2 separate regions of the Mus musculus genome follow, and region 1 is linked to region 2. The links are chromatin contacts, called in public promoter capture Hi-C maps. All regions are on one chromosome and are shown on one strand. Each heading gives the region's core, a stretch centred on a gene start, on an enhancer-like site or on the middle of the called end of the contact. The rest is flanking DNA. Distances are from core to core; before and after follow the strand shown. Region 1 holds the start of Olfr452 (olfactory receptor 452). Region 2 holds the start of Kel (Kell blood group).

Region 1 (3,068 bases), core at 182-2,681, 1.1 Mb before region 2:
TGCATCTAATATATGTAGCATAGTGGACATCTAAGTTTGCCCTTACAGTACACAGGAGGTGATCTTGTAAAAGTTTACTGGGTATTAATCACGCACCTGTACTTCAGCCCTCTCAGAGTATCACCCCACTTACTGCTAGCTCAGAAAGCTGTCGAAACTCAAAACTGAAAGCACAAATGGAATTTAAATGAGTATAGCTTTTGAATATCATGAAGTAAAAGAATTAGGGTTGATGATGCACCAGAACCACAAGAGTGGGTTTGAGTAATAATGACAGCGGTGCTGAATTTCCGCTGAACACGTTCCTGTGACATAAAAATACACCCACGTCACACACCCACCATTCAGACTCCTGCATAACACAGTAAACACACGTTCTTCCGGCACCTTCCCTGTTGCCATGGAAATACCTGTTCTAACTGAGTTAGGAGGAGAACAAAGAAGAAAAGCCGTCTTCTCATCAATATTCAGGAGTCATCAACTTGTCAGTTTTGATGTGAACACAGAGAATTTTCCTAATAGTTTCTGCCAAGCCCCTTTCACCTCCTTATTCCTTAGACTATAAATCATAGGATTCAGCATGGGCATCAATACAGCATAAAAAAGGGAAATCAACTTCTCTTGAAGGACTGAGGGGCTGGAGTGGGGCTGGATGTAGGTAAAAATGGTGGTACCATAGCATAATGTTACCACAGTGAGGTGGGAGGCACAGGTGTGGAAGGCCTTCCTCCTTCCCTCTGTAGACTGGATTTTCAGAATGGTGGAGATGATTTGAATGTAGGACAAAAGAACCAGAAAGAAAGGTGTCATAAGCAAGACAATGCTAGAAACCATGATCACAATCTCATTGGATGAAATGTCCACACAGGCCAATCGGACCACAGCTAGAATTTCACAGGAAATGTGATCAATATACTTATTTGTGCACATGGGCAGCTGGAAGGTGATGGCAGTGTGCACAAGAGAATTGATGGAGCCACTGACCCACGATGTGATGACCAGCCTTGTGCAGAGCCCTGTATGCATGATGACTGAATACCTCAGAGGATCACACACTGCCACATAGCGGTCATAGGCCATCACTGCCAGCAGAAGGAACTCGATCCCACCCAAGCCCAGGGAAAAAAATAACTGGGCTGCACAGCTCAGAAATGGAATTGCTTTGTGTGTGGCAAGGAAATGAGCCAGCAGCTGGGGGACTATGCTTGTGGCATAAGATGCATCCACCAGGGACAGGTTGGTGAGAAAGAAATACATGGGAGTGTGGAGTCTGCTGTCCAGTCTGATCAGAACAATGATGAGGAAGTTCCCCAATACTGTCACCAGGTACATCAGCAAGAACAGGACGAAGAGGGAGACTTGAGTGCCCCAGTCATTGGAAAGGCCAAGAAGGATGAATTCATGCACCCATGTCTGGTTGTCTTGTTCCATTAAAAAATGTACTGATTATTGATCTGCACAGAAAGTAGGGGGGAAGCATAAGCAATCAAGCAACTATAGAGTTTCAAGTAAAATTACACAGCATATGTGACCTATCTGCAACTTTATCCATTTGCTGCTTATTCATGAGACTACAGTAGCATGCTTTTATCAACTGCTTCAGAGAAACACTCCAGTATCTTATGGACAGTGTCTTATGGCATATAGTTATATCCCTTGAAAGATAGTGTCTTAGAGGAATAGTTGTAGCCTGGATGTGAGACAATACAGTTTTAAGCACTATATTTTTTTAACCCATTTCCTTTTGGGGGTGCAAAAAGAACATAGTGATTGGCTTTGGTATGTAAAATGATATATAATGTAGAGACTTAAAATTTTTAAACTGCCTAAAATATGTTACCTATCTTAATTTTAATGAAATTAAAAACTCAATTACAAAACAAATTAAATTATTGTGAAGATTTAGGGGTTTGTGACAAGATCTAGAATAAAAAGGCATAGTTTTAAATCTAAATTTTCTTTGACAGGCATCTCATTTACAAATCATGGTAAGCTCACACACACAAACAGGCTCACATTCTATAATTTTCAAGTGCATTAGGCATGGGAAACACTTGGGGAACATTGCTGTAATATTAGTACGGTACTGTGTGCACTTATAACTACCTAATTCTCATCTTGCGGTACCTAAAAAATTAAATGTGATTTCCGTCCTATATTTTCCACAAAATAGACAAATACTTTCACAGCCTTTAAAAGAAACCTTTGGTCTTCTTGATAGGCTGTAGTGTCTTTTGTTGGTGGTGAACAAGGGTGCCCTAATGGTACCCTTATTCCATTGCTCTTGGTGGTTTTCTCTTTTACCTTAGTGTGGTTAAGGACCTCTTCTTTGGGTGTCAGTTGAAAAGAAAGCAACAGGGATATGGAAGCTTAGCCATCTAGAGCAAAGTGACAGAAGGAAAGCAGATGTTTAAGGATCTATCATCAGTATTCAATAGAGTAAGGTAGGAAATCTTACAGATGTCCACTGGAGTGTAATTTCCCTTCAGATATCTTGTGTTATATAGGGGATTTATTCAGTAAAAGGAATAAGACATAATACCAATTGTAAACATTGAACAGAAACAGATGTCTCAAAAAGTCTTCTAAGACAGACATGTTATTTCTTCTCCATATCTTCTTGGTCACCAAAGCCACAGCTTCAAGAGTGTATGAAATGAGTAAAAAGCAATGGAAGATCAGATGGAAGAAATCAAGTGAAGCAGAGGATCTTGACAATTTCTAAAGCATAAAGGACGAGAGTTACCACACTTCCCTGATAAAGAACAAACTAAGCAAATGGCTCCAGAAATGCCCAGTTAACATCTTAGTCTGAGAGTTGCATGTTCTCCCATTGTACAATTCTGCAACATCTATGAGATTTGTCTACCATAGTTTGTTGTCTTCAATTAGCTTTAATATGAAAAACTGTCATGCTGCCTTTAATCCCAGCACTTGGGAGGCAGAGGCAGGCGGATTTCTGAGTTCGAGGCCAGCCTGGTCTACAAAGTGAGTTCCAGGACAGCCAGGGCTATACAGAGAAACCCTGTCTCGAAAAAAACAAAAACAAAAAACAAAACAAACAAACA
Region 2 (3,089 bases), core at 198-2,697:
CAACCTTTGGTAATGAGTTCTCTCCTTCTGCCATGGGCTCTGGGGATTGAATTCAGGTTTTCAGGCTTGCACACAAGGTGTTGCCTATGGGGCCCATCTTGCTGGGTCCCAGACTCTGGTCTCCTGATATTATGAAGCATCAATTTTCCCTTAATCTGATCTTCATTCCCACCCTTAACCAAAATCCCATTTCTGTTTCTGGCCTCACCATTCTTCTAGCCATCCAAGACAACAACAAAGCCGATCTGTGACCCCTTTACAATTTCCTAGCCCTAAAATCAGATTCCATGACTATTTTCCTGTGAAATCTTTACTACATGTTCGTTTCATTTGCCATCAGCTTAGGCCAGATCTTGCTTCATCATAGCACACTGGCAGGGTAGCCACTACCTTCTGGAGTTTTTGTTTCAATCTTTCCAAATCACAGTATCACACAGTTCTTTCTCAAATATTATTTTATTTTGTCACACGTTCCCTCAAGGGGCTCATTGTTCCCAATATCTTGCTTTATATGGCATTAAGTTTAGACCTTCCTTCATGACACTTGTCCCAAGTGACACTCTAGCTTTGCCTTACTTTTCAAATTGCATAGCCACCCTGCTGCATCCATGCCCCTCCCAGTGAATTCAAACTGCTGATACATACCATTAGCTTGACTATCTTAATACATCTCATTTTGCCTATGATGAGAATATAGAGAACAGAAATGTGTGTGCTTTGCTGCGACTGCTAACGGGGGCTCAGTGTGATGTGGAAAGCAGGATTTGGGCTTTAAAATTTCATCCATTCTGACTAACATTTATGAAACATCTTTGTAGATTAAGAAGAAAAAGAAATACTGTACCTACCGTAAAACATTCTCAACCGATAAGGAGATGAGGATCACATTGTCATAATATAGTGCAGAGTAAAGAAAGAGTCTCATAAGGGCTTCATTCTTTTCCAGCAGATATGAGACCCTGTGAGGCAGGCATGGGAAACTATTACCTTCATTTTCCAGATGATAAAACTTGCTTACCTTTCTGAGAGTACAAGTGGCTTGTTTATTGTTACAAAGCTAATAATTAGCAGATTGGGGTCTGCTACTTGGGTGATCTTTTTAATGTGTGGCTCTGACTACAACCAACAGGGCCATGGCTCACAAGGACAAGCAATGAAGCATGCTTGGGAACAGTGTTTAATGGGATGCTGAGCTCTCCCTGGCAAGTGCCATTTGACTCAGGAACTAAAGAATCTGGGAGATTTCAATCAAAAAAGAGAGGAGAGGAGAAAAGGATATTCAAGAAATAAAGAGACATTATGAACAAAGTTACAGAGCCAAACACAAGGAGCAGACGCAGGGCAAGATTGCTTGTTGAGTGAGCTCCTCCCTCTCTCCCCTGAGAAACTAAGATAAAAGAGGAGGTGAGGCCTGAGTGTTCCCTCACTGATAAGCAGGCTCCACCCAGAGGCCAACAGTACACATTTGGGGACAGAGAGAGTGGAAGAGTTGCCCCTTCTCCAGGGCCACTGGGACTAGGGGCAAAAGGGAGGTCATTTTCTGAATGCTTTAGATACAGCAGCTGAAACAAAACCAGAGAGGATTCTGGGAGCCAGAGAGGAGCAGAGACAGATGGCAAGTGTTCTTGAGAAACATCCCCTTCTGGAGACAGAGCCTAGTTGGGGGTTAGGGTGGCTATGTGCAAATATTGTGTCTCCCCAACAAGTGCTAGAGAGGAGGGAGTCTGAAGCCTCCAGAATAGAAGGGACAAGCAAGGCAGTTAATGGGGGAAGGTGGGGAAACTGGAACACCCAAGAAGTGCTTCATTCGGGAAATGGCCTTAAGATGAAAATGTGGGGAGGAGGGCCAGAGTGGCATGACAATTCTATCTTTAATATATCCTTCCTTTTGGAACCAGATTCTTTGCCCTCCTCCTTCCTCTAGTCACTTCAGGAGGAGAAGGACAAAAAGGGGGAAAGCTGAGGGGACAGAGCCAGAGCAGCACAATGGGACCTCCCTGGAGCCAGGAGGTAAGTGGCCTCTGCCATCACACTGATATCTTCTTTTTCTAAAGTCCTGAAAATCCTGTTTGATCCTTTCATCAAATGAATGCAATCTGTACTAAAGATCTAAGAAAGGCTGGCTTTTAAGGAGAATAAACAGAATTGCCTCTATACAAAGGAACAATAACACTAACCCTTTTACCCCCTTCTCCTTATAATCTTGTCCTCTCTATCCTCCCAAACTTCTTTGTGATGTTTTTCTTTTCCCCCTCTTGGTTCCCTGACTAGAGTTCTCCAGAAGAGAGGCTTCCCACTGAATGGAGCAGACAGTTGACAAGAGCCAGATGGGTGCTGCTAGCTGTCCTGCTCTGTGGCCTGCTCCTTGGTTCTTCTATGCTTTGGTTTTACATCTTCCGGAACTGTGGTCCTTGTAAGATCATGGAACACCCCTGACCCAGGCAGCCCTCTGTCATATGCCTTGGTCCCTACCTCTAATACTCCTGCCCCATGCCAAACTTGCCCCTATCTTCATGGTCCCTGGGGATCTAGACTGCTTTCTCTCTGAATCCAACACACAGCAGGCAACAAGTCCTAAGGTCTGTCCCTCCTATGCACCTCACTAAAAGTCCTTTGCCAGCCCCTGGGGGGAGCCCTTGTTCACTTTGTTCTTCTTACCTAGCTCTGAGCTTTTCTTTCACAGGTCCATGTGAGACACCTGTGTGTATGGAGCTCCTGGACCATTACCTGGCCTCTGGAAACAGAAGCGTGGCCCCCTGCACTGACTTTTTCAGCTTTGCCTGTGAAAAAGCCAATGGGACCAGTGACTCTTTCCAAGCACTTACAGAAGAGAACAAGAGCCGACTGTGGAGACTGTTGGGTGAGGACACATTGGCAGAGTCTGAGCAAGTACAAAACTGAGTCTCATATGATCTTGATAGTTCTAAACTGTGCACAAGTCTAGAAAACTTCCTTCTTGCCTTCCACTCCTACCCATTCTCCTTTATTCACATCCTACTTACTATTTGAATCTTTTTCTTTTTTTCCACCCGTTTTCTTTCTTGCTTCCCTTTCTGTGTTTTCTTTGTTGTCTTCATTATCTTTTTGTC

The links. Promoter capture Hi-C pulls out the DNA fragments that hold promoters and counts their contacts.
Region 1: a promoter capture Hi-C map of stem cell-derived epiblast-like cells shows a contact between it and region 2, with 3 times the contacts expected there. The contact joins the promoter of Olfr452 here to the promoter of Kel in region 2. A contact is called at or near these places in 5 of 39 promoter capture datasets (cranial neural crest, embryonic stem cells, hippocampal neurons and 2 more).

The regions. Positions count from the first base shown.
Region 1 is chr6:42,788,404-42,791,471 of GRCm38.p6, reverse strand. Olfr452 (olfactory receptor 452) reads right to left here and starts at 1,431. Exons shown (of 1, transcript NM_001011869.1): 1 at 478-1,431. The coding sequence starts at 1,431. The coding sequence ends at 478.
Region 2 is chr6:41,702,683-41,705,771 of GRCm38.p6, reverse strand. Kel (Kell blood group) reads left to right here and starts at 1,447. Exons shown (of 19, transcript NM_032540.3): 1 at 1,447-1,615; 2 at 1,899-2,010; 3 at 2,272-2,413; 4 at 2,684-2,860. The coding sequence starts at 1,987.